Regions from separate parts of the Sus scrofa genome. Here region 2 is linked to region 1. A link is a contact called in public HiChIP or PLAC-seq data. All regions are on one chromosome and are shown on one strand. The core of a region is the stretch at or near the end of the contact, and the rest is flanking DNA. Distances in the headings are between cores, read along the strand shown. Region 1 overlaps LOC100736982 (myosin-13). Region 2 holds the start of LOC110255887 (myosin-8).

Evidence for each region. HiChIP or PLAC-seq counts read pairs in DNA pulled down with a chosen protein or histone mark.
Region 2: an H3K27ac HiChIP or PLAC-seq map of skeletal muscle shows a contact between it and region 1. The contact joins the promoter of LOC110255887 here to the enhancer-like site in region 1. A contact is called at or near these places in 10 of 47 Hi-C or Micro-C datasets (epiblast stem cells, fetal liver, liver and 7 more) and 1 of 2 datasets of contacts at active chromatin or transcription factors (skeletal muscle).

Annotation. Positions count from the first base shown.
Region 1 is chr12:55,080,527-55,085,540 of Sscrofa11.1, forward strand. It overlaps LOC100736982 (myosin-13), which reads right to left. Exons shown (of 35, transcript XM_021066284.1): 14 at 3,849-4,158. Among named protein-coding and RNA genes, the nearest start is that of GAS7, 110 kb to the left of the region's middle. Within about 2 kb of position 2,140, at least 3 of the 83 cell types and tissues checked have an H3K27ac peak or open chromatin away from gene starts, as enhancers often do. A contact at or near this core is called in skeletal muscle, where this site is marked.
Region 2 is chr12:55,163,915-55,168,786 of Sscrofa11.1, forward strand. It overlaps LOC110255887 (myosin-8), which reads right to left and starts at 3,069. Exons shown (of 39, transcript XM_021066269.1): 1 at 3,026-3,069; 2 at 1,029-1,266; 3 at 220-363; 4 at 1-141. The coding sequence starts at 1,238.

The DNA of each region.
Region 1 (5,014 bases), core at 890-3,389:
ACAATATTTTTTCTTTTAAAATCTACTCTCCTAGCAACTTTCACACATACAATACAGCATTATTAGCTATAGCAACCGAGCTGCACCCCGCAGCCCCGGAATCTATGGCATAACGGGAAGTCTGCATCTTTTAACCGCCTGCATTCAGTTCCCCGACCTCTCACCACCCCCACCTGACACCTCTGGCAACCACAAATCTGATCTCTATGGCTGTGAGTCTGTTTTTTTAAGATTCCACATATAAGTGAGATTATTCAGGATTTGTCTATGTCTTCTTTCACATAGCATAAAGCCCTCACGGACCAGTTCTGTTGTTGCCAATGGCAAGATTTCATTCCTTTTTATAGTTGAATAATATGTGTGTGCATGTGTATAATACATATGTCACCTTTTTTTTTTTTAAATCGGTTTATCCATTTATCCATCAATGGCCTTTTGGGTTGTTTCTGTGTCTTGGCTACTGTAAACAATGCTGCAGTGAACGTGGGGATACACCCACTTTGGGATAATTGCATTTCCTTTGGGTACATGCTTAGAAGCGGAATTGCTGGGTCGTATGGGAGCTCTTTTTTTAATTTTTAAAGGAATCCCCATACTGTGCTCCACAGTGGCTGTGCACATTTACATCCCCACTAATAGTGCCCCCTTCTGTCAGCATTGGTCTTTCTAAACTACTTCCTTCAAGCCCTGAAATGAGAGTTTGGTTTTCTTTTGACATAGGAGAGCCAAGGGTTTTTTGGTTTGTTTGCTTGCCCACTTCTGTTTTTCTGTTTCTTAAAATGCCTCCAAACTACTCAGATTTGGGAACACTGAGTTTTATCACTGTGGGAACGGGTGGGTTGGAATATGGGTGGCATTTGACTGGGAGCATAATTTAGACTCTGTATCCAAGGAGAATCTTTTCCTTTATAAATCAGACTTGAAATCCCACTGAACAGTTGGCGAGATTGAAATGGTCCTCTCAGTTTGAGTGTGGTTTCTTTCATGAGTTTACCTTTTTAAAATTCTGGAGACCCGGGAGTTCCCGTTGTAGCTCAGTGGTTAATGAACCCAGCTAGTACCCATGAGGACTCGGGTTCGATCCCTGGCCTTGCTCAGTGGGTTAAGGATCCGGCGTTGCCGTGAGCTGTGGTGTAGGTTGCAGACGCGGCTCGGATCCCGAGTTGCTGTGGCTCTGGCGTAGGCTGGCAGTTGTAGCTCCCATTTCAACCTCTAGCCTGAGAACTTCCATGTGCCATGGGTTCGGCCCCCCAAAGACAAAATAAACAAAATAAAATTCTTGAGTCCCTGTTTATCTCTTAATGGGAAAGTGACTGAAAACCTTTTAACTGGAATGTCTCAGGATATCCTACAAATCCATTTTTCCCCTTGTCTAAAAGGAATAGCCCAGCTTCATTTGACATCATGATATACTGGGTCTACTTTTTCAGAATAGCTTGATTTAGCCTGGACATGTCATCAAGATTCAGTCCTGGGGGAAATGCAGGGTCTCACCCCCTCCCCATCCTCCTCTCACTCCCCCCTCATGGCCCCCAGGGTGGAGCGTGAACTCGTGTTTGGAGGAGTGGGGAGAGGCATGAAAGCCACTTCCCCAGGTTCACGCCTACCCCAGGGCTTATGCTTGGATCTTGGCATCAGTCGCCGAGTGAGGTTATGCAAGGCAGTTACAGACACCCTAATGAAACTCCAAGAAGGTGGTGCTCATCATTCAGGTTTAAAGTTATGCGCATTTTTATATTCTACTGCCCCAAACATTAGACATTGATTTTTTAAAATTATCTAATTACTCTAATGAGTGATTCTATTGTATAAATTAAAAGCACGGATTTGCTAAATAGGTGCATTTAAGTTAGCCCATGATTTCTAAACCCAATTTTGGCAAATACTTAAATATACGTAAAGATAATCTAAACAAGTATACGGGTTTGTGCAGCCGTTTTGAAACACGATCTGGAAGTTCCTCAAAAAGTTAGAGTCACCATATGACCCCGTAGTTCCACTCCTTGGTAGATACGCTGAAGAACTGGCCGCAATCCACAAAGAAACCCATGTATAACATGTTCAGAGCAGCATTAGTCACAGTCCCCCAGACGGAGACAATGGGAGGCTTCTCAGCTGTGTGGACAGACAAAGCGGGTAATATCCGTGCCGAGGAATATGACTCATCGGTCGAAAGAAGTGCATTGCTGACAGTTGCTAGAACACGGACCAACCTTACAGACAGTCAGCTAAGCAAAAGGGGCCAGACGCAAAAGACCATGTAATATACGATTCCACTTACATGAAATGCCCAGAATAGGCAAAACCCAGGGACAGAAATGCAGTTGCCAGGAGCTGGCAGTGGAAAGTGACTGCCAGAGGGTGACAGGAGTGAGGAAAGCATTCTCAAATTACATAGTTGCACAATCCACAAATATACTAAAAAAAACCCTGAATTTTTTTTCCTTTTTTTTTTCCTTTTTGTCTTTTTAGGGCCGCACCTGCGGCCCATGGAGGTTCCCAGGCTAGGGGTGGAATCGGAGCTGTAGCCACCGGCCTACGCCAGAGCCACAGCAACTTGGGATCCAAGCCCCGTCTGTGACCTACACCACAGCTCACGGCAACACCAGATCCTTAACCCACTGAGTGAGGCCAAGGAACAAACCTGCATCCTCATGGATGCTAGTCAGGTTCGTTAACCACTGAGCCACAACAGGAACTCCCCCCAAACCCTGAATTTTTAAAGGGTGAATCTTATGCTATATGAAAATATCTCAGTAAAAATAACTATTAAAGAGTGTGGTATTGGCTCGTCCATCCACTGAAAGTGCTGTTGATCTCTGTAGAACTCGATCTCTCAAAGAATTTTTTGTTACTTAAAAAAAATTATTTTTTATTGAATGCAAATTCATTTAAATTTTATAATGCTTTATAATTTTAATACACTTTACTCACATGATTTCATATAATCCCATAATAACCCTTCCTCTACTCCTGTACTGCTCCTCCCCTCCCCCTCTAAAGTGGTAAAACCACGAGTTTGTTCTGTCTGTGAGTTGGCTTCTCTTTTGTTTTATTCACTAGTTTGTTGTATTTTTAGATTCCTCCTGTGAATGCTATCCTACAGCATTTGTCTTTCTCCGTCTGGGTTATTCACTTAGCATAATGCCCTCTACGTCCATCCAAGTGGCTATACTCTTTTCAGAGTTCCTGTTGTCCCTCCGTGGTGGAACAACACCACGAGGACGTGGGTTCGATCCCCGGCCTCCCTAAGGGGGTTAAGAATCCGGCATTGCCATGAGCTGTGGTGTAGGCTGTGGTGTGGCTCGGATCCCACGTTGCTGTGGCTGCGGCTGTGGTGTAGGCTGGCAACTACAGCTCCAATTTGACCCCTAGCCTGGGAACCTCCATGTGCCATGGGTGTGGCCCTGAAAAGACAAAAGAAGAAAAAAAATTCACTCTTTTCTATGGCCGAGTGGTATTCCGTTGAGTGTATGTACCACATCCTCTTTATCCATTTGTCTGGTGATAGACACTTCAGTCGTTCTGCTCCTTGGCAACTGTAAATAATGCTGCTCTCAAGCAATACTGGGGTGCATGTATCTTTTCGAATTAGTGCTTTTGGGTTTTTTTTTTTTAGATATATAAATATATACCCAGGAGTGAAATAGCTGGATCATATGATTAGAAGTCCATCTCTTAGGAAGAGAAAGAATAGAAGGGAGAGAAAGAACAGCGGAGAGCAGAGACAGACACATCCATCAAGCTCAACCTGAAGCTCATGTGCCACGACTGGTTCTTCACGAGTGACGAGTAATTACACAGGGATTCCTGCGGGGTGGGGTGGGGGCGGGAGGGAAGAATTTCACCTGCTTCTGCACCAGCATAGTTGGAAAAAAGGAAGGACAGCAGCTTCAGCGAAGACTTCTGGTACAGGCCGACCACGGTCTCGTTCAGGGGGTCCTTGTTCTTGTCCAGCCAGCCGGCGATGTTGTAGTCCACGGTGCCCGCGTAGTGCACCAGGGAGAAGTGGGCCTCGGCCTTGCCTTTGGCAGGCTTGGGCTTCTGGAAGTTGTTGGACTTGCCCAGGTGCTGGTCATAGAGCTTGTTCTTGAAGGAGGTGTCTGTGGCCTTGGGGAACATGCACTCCTCCTCCAGGATGGAGAAGATGCCCATGGGCTGGAAGGGGGACAACAGACTGTCGTGAGCCTTTCCTAGTGCATCCCGGGGACTCCATCCCCTGTAGGAGCCAAGGACAAGGCCTTTGGGGCTGTCACTGTGTTTCTAGGAACAGTGGGATGTAAGTGCCGTGTGTTTGGCGTGACGACAGAATATACTAGTCATAGAGTAGATGCTTATTTAATGTTTGTTGAACAAAAGAACATGGAATGACACTGTGTCATATACATGTAGCTCACTGTGAGATAATAGAAAAAAAGTACATATATAAGTCTCTGTACCTGGTTCAGAGCTTCTAAAGCCCTAGTAATTTCCTTTGTGATAAGAGTGCTAGGATTGTCTTTTCTCCTATGGAGATGACTCTGGGTGGGCTCCTGGAGGGGGGCTGGGCACCAGGAAGACCAAGGCATGATGAAAAGCTTGGGGTTTTCAGCCCCCTGTCCCCCATCCTCCAGGGAGGGGAGAGGCGCTGGAGACGGAGTCGATCCTTGATCACGCCTAGGTGAGGAAGCCTCCGTGAAATCCCATTTGCCGGAGGTTCTGAGAGCTTCCATGTGGAGAACACTCCCACCCTGGGAGAGCGACACACCCCAGCCGTACAGGGGCAGAAGCTCCGGCGCTTGGGACCCTCCCAGCCCTCACCCCCCCCACCCCCCGTATCTCTTCAGCTGCCTGTTCACCTGGGTCCTTCATCACATCCTTTAACCAACTGGTAAATGTAAGCGAGTGTTTTCCTGAGTTCTGTGAGCCCCTCTAGCAAATTAATTAAACCTGAGGAGGGGGTCGTGGGAACCTTCGCTTTGTAGCCAAGTAGGGCAGAGGGCGTAGGGCCCCTGGGGACTTACCGCTTGCCCTT
Region 2 (4,872 bases), core at 1,819-4,318, 84 kb after region 1:
ATAGGCATTGTCGGAGATGGAGAAGATGTGGGGCGGGGCCTCCTGGCGCTTTTTGCCTCTGTAGGCCGTCACCACCTCGGGGTTGTACACCGGCAGCCACTTGTAGGGATTGACGGTGACACAGAAGAGGCCCGAGTAGGTCTGAGAAAATCAGAATATTCAATGTGAGGGATTTGTTTGAGAGACAGATGAAATAAAGAGCTGCTGAAGGGCGCTCACGTAGATCATCCAGGCTGCGTAACGCTCTTTGAGGTTGTACAGCACGCCCGGCTCGTGCAGGTGGGTCATCATGGCCATGTCCTCGATCTTGTCGTATTTGGGAGGGTTCATGGGGAAGACTTGGTCTTCTCTGACAGTTAGCGTCTGACAAGTAAAGCAAGAGACCAGTTTGTATTAATGCTGAAGCTGGGGTTTATGTTTATCTGTTTGGGTTATAGAACTACAATTGTGGACATTTTCCATTATATTATTCAATGTCCTTTAAATAGAGGCATGGATATATATTCATTTTAGAAGTTGATGGTAAGAAAATCTGTTTCCTGTGATAAGCTAGAATACATACTACTTTTTAAACTTTTTTCCTCCCCCGTTTCCATGTTACAGATTTATGTATCAGTTATAGCCTTTTACTTTAATAGGTTTAATTTGTTATTTTCTCTTGCCATTCCTTACAAGAAACTTTGCTTTGGGGGTAAGGAAAGCTGGAAGTTAATACATTATTTTCTTTTGATAGGAGAAGCTAGTTTTTATTTCTCCCAAGTTTGGGGATTTAGACTGCGAAGTGAGGAGTTGAAGAGAAATGTTGGAAGCTGATGCTAGTGGGTTAAAGTCCCTTGGATAGTTGGGAAAAGGAGAAATGGGGATACTGCTAAAAATTTCTTTCACCTTCCAAATGTGATGTCTATTAATGGACCAAAAGGATGTTTGTATTGACAATAGGCTTAGAGATTCTGAGCAAGGAAGGCTTCAACTTGAAGTGAGGAGATAGAGAAATTAAACAAATATTCTTTCCTTTTGTTTTTACTTACTGCTCCACGTTCTGTCTTTACAGTTACTTTCCCCCCTTCCTTGCTTTGTATGATGCTCTTCACATAGGATTCCTTGGGCTCCGTGACAAAAACTGATGTTTTAGCATCAAAGGGCTTGTTTTGGGCTTCAATCCGCTCCTTTTCCGATTTTCGAAGGTAAGGAGCAGCTTCGCCAAAAATAGCCATCTCAGCATCTGAGCTTGCACTCATGGCTGCGATTTATCAGAGAGAATTCTGCCTTGGGGGAAAAAGGGAGGAAAGAAGAAATAGAAACCAGAAGTTATTCATGTGAGCTAGAATTTGAAATGAAAGCACTGTTAAGGCGAATTTGAAATGAAAGCACTGATGTCGTCTGCCTGAGCTGTAACTGTTCTTCCAAGCTGTTGTTGACCAGCGTTCTAATACAGTAACACTAGCACAGGGTTGGTTTGGAATGAGATTGCAATTTGAGGCTCCATTTTTAAGACTTTGAAAATTTCCTTCCCAGCTGGCATATCTTCTTCATCAGGGTGGGGCACCTACAACTGAGTGAGAATGGAATCTCTGTGTGTTTTAATCTCCAGACTGTAACAACATCTATAGCTAAGACTGTTGTTGATGGATTGTTTTATAGCAACTGTCATTCTTTAATCCCCACTTTTCCTTCTGCATAATGTTTGCACCTGCCATTTGCTAAGACAGTCATACAGTCAGGAGGGAAAGTTTGTCTTGTGTAGATGAAGGTTGAGCTTTTCAAAGCTATCAAAAATGCCTTTGCCTTTTAGATGGCCATTTTTTCTCTCATAAGCCAAATAATTATTTTTAACAACTACCTTATATTAACATTTGGTGTTATATCTCTTGGTGAATAGTTGAAAGACCCTCATAATAAATTATTACTCTGGGGGGTTTTTTTGGCTTGTTACCAAGACTTAGCATTGCCTTAATTCCAAAATCTCTTTTAACGTTCCCCTTTTGGCACAAGAGATTTCAGCTGTCATTTAACAGAGCTAACTGCAGAGAAATGAGAGCTACAGGGTGAAGGTTCTTCCTCCCACATAAATTCCACAGGCTTCTTTTGTTTCCATCCAGAAAAAGAAAAGAGACAGAAATGTAAGGGTTTATTACATGCATGTGAGCCATTGTCCTGTGTGAATAGGTATGTTTTTCTCTGTTGGCATGTTAGATTGGTTGGGTCTGTCCTTTGCTCTCAGGCAATGAGTTACTTGGGCAAGGGACAGGATCTCTTCTATATTAGGTATGATATTTAGCGGATGTAATACTTGTGATTTTAAATGAACATAACTAATCTTTCTAAAAACAATAATGAATCATAAAAAAGTAGATAAAATGCTCTGGTTTTAACAAGGTGTTTGTTTTTATTTACATCTTTTTTAGGGCTGCACCTGTGGCATATGGAAGTTCCCAGGCTAGGGATATAATCAGAGCTGGAGTTGCTGGCCTACACCACAGCCACAGCAACACCAGATCTGAGCCTCATCTGTGACCTACACCAAGGCTCACAGCAACGCCAGATCCTTAGCCCATTGAGCGAGGCCAGGGATCGAACCTGCATCTTCGTGGATACTAGTTGGGCTCGTTACTGCTAAGCCACAATGGGAACTCCCTTAATTTAATACACTTTTAGATTAAGAATTTTTCCAGTTGTTTAAGAAATATTGGTAAAACATATAAATATTCAACGCTTGTCAGTAGAGGGAGGTTGGCCTGGAATAGCCTATTGCCCCTGGACAGTTCTAAGTGCAGCTGAAAACTCACTGTCAAAGTTCATTCTTTTGTAAATGGTCCTTTATCTTGGAACTCAGATGATGGTGGTCTCTGAGAATAAGACATTTTTAAAAACTGATTTCCCAGCATTTATAAGCAGTCATTTGGAAGCACAGTCTCCTTACATAAGTAAAAACAAAACCATGGAAATGGTGTACAAAGAAGAGCCATTCTCAGCTTCATTAGACTAAATCCCCTGTCATCAATAAATGAATAAAGCCGAGTCTCACCTCTGGATGCCAGATGAAAATGCAGGTTCGGAAGTGCCTAACACTGTAAACCAACAAGTTTCTTATTAGTTAAGCGCTGAAATTCCAGTATGATAGTTACAGGATTAAGATTTCCCTTGTCTGTGGAATTCCCATTGTGGTTCATCAAGTTGAGAACCTGACATTGTCTCTGTGAGGATGTGAGTTCGATCCCTGGTCTCGCTCAGTGGGTTAAGGATCTGGAGTTGCTGCAAGGTGCGGCATAGGTCGCTGATGCCCGCTTGGATCCGTCGTTGCCGTGGCTGTGCCATAGACCTGCAGAGGCAGCTCCCATTCGACCCCTAGCCTGAGAACCTCCATATCTCACAGTTGCAGCCATATAAAAAAAAAAAAATTTTTTTTTTCCTTCTCTAAAGCTTGGCTCTGTGGAAATAAAAGTCAAAGTTGAGAGGAACAGTTTCACTCTCTGGGATGGGCCATGGGGTAAGCTGTCTCTCCCCCCTTGGTGTCCTTCCAGCTCCATGGTCCCCGTCACTTACCTCTGGGCTCTTGGTTGAGATAAAGCAGGAGGGCTCGTCCTGCTTATATAGGAACTAATGTGCTGATGCCGCGGCTGTTTCCTCTTTGTTGGGGCAAGACATTTGGCAGCCCGAACCCTCAGAATAATGTGTACTGACATTTGGCATGTTTGGATATAATTAGAAGGATTCATATCATTTTGAGTATGTGGACCAATCTCCTATAAATAATTTGACAGGGACTGATCTGCAGGCAGAGAATGCTTTCTAGTGTGCTGGGAGGGGAAGCTTTCACGGCGCCTGGTGGGGCCTCAAGACAGGTTCCTAAGAGCTATATTCGTTTTGGCAAACACTTTCACACATGCCTGTGGTAACCCAATGATCGTGTACTCTGCGACACGTTGCTTTCAGGGCCCTAGCCACATTTCCTTCTTTGTTCCCACAGGCAGTCCCACCTGCTTCGTTCCCTCGGGTCACTGCCAAGGCTCACCCTTGGAGTCTGGGCTTAGGGAGCAGAGCCAAAGGGAAAGGAGTTTCTACACTGAGTCGCTATCCTTGAGCCAGTGCACATCCCTCCAGTGTTGAAAAAAAAAAGGATTTCATATTAGAAAATAATACGTATTCATGTAGGAAAAAAGATAAGCAAAGAGAAAAACTATCTGTCATCCCAATATGCAGAGATAAAATAAGATATAGGCATATAAGTGGGGTCATACTATATACACATAGGTATTACGTACATATTTTATAACCTACCTAAAAATTAGATCATAGGTAACTTTCCTAACAAAAGTGTAATTTACACCCTTATTAAACATTATATTATGATCATTCTTTTTAAATTAAAATCTTTTTTTTTTTTTTTTTTTTTTTTAACTTTTTAGGGCCGCACCCGCGGCATATGGAAGTTTCCAGGTTAGGGGTCGAATCGGAGCTGCAGCTGCCGGTCCACGCCATAGCTACAGCAACGCTGGCTCCTTAACCCCCAGAGCAAGGCCAGAGATTGAACCGGCATCCTCATGGATACTGGTTGGGTTCCTAACTCGCTGAGCCACAATAGGAACTTCCAAATAATTTTTTTTTATTTTTTGCTTTTTAGGGTTGTACGTGCGGCATATGGAAGTTCCCAGGCTAGGGGTTGAATTGGAGCTGCAGCTGGCCTATGCCATAGCCACAGCAACACCAGATTTGAGGCTCGTCTGCGACCTACACAATAGCTCATGGCAACGCCGGATCCTGGGACACACTGAGTGAGGCCAGGGATCGAACCCACAAACTCATGGGTACTAGTCGGATTCATTTCCACTGCGCCACAGTGGGAACTCCCCAAATCTTTCCTTTTTTAATGGT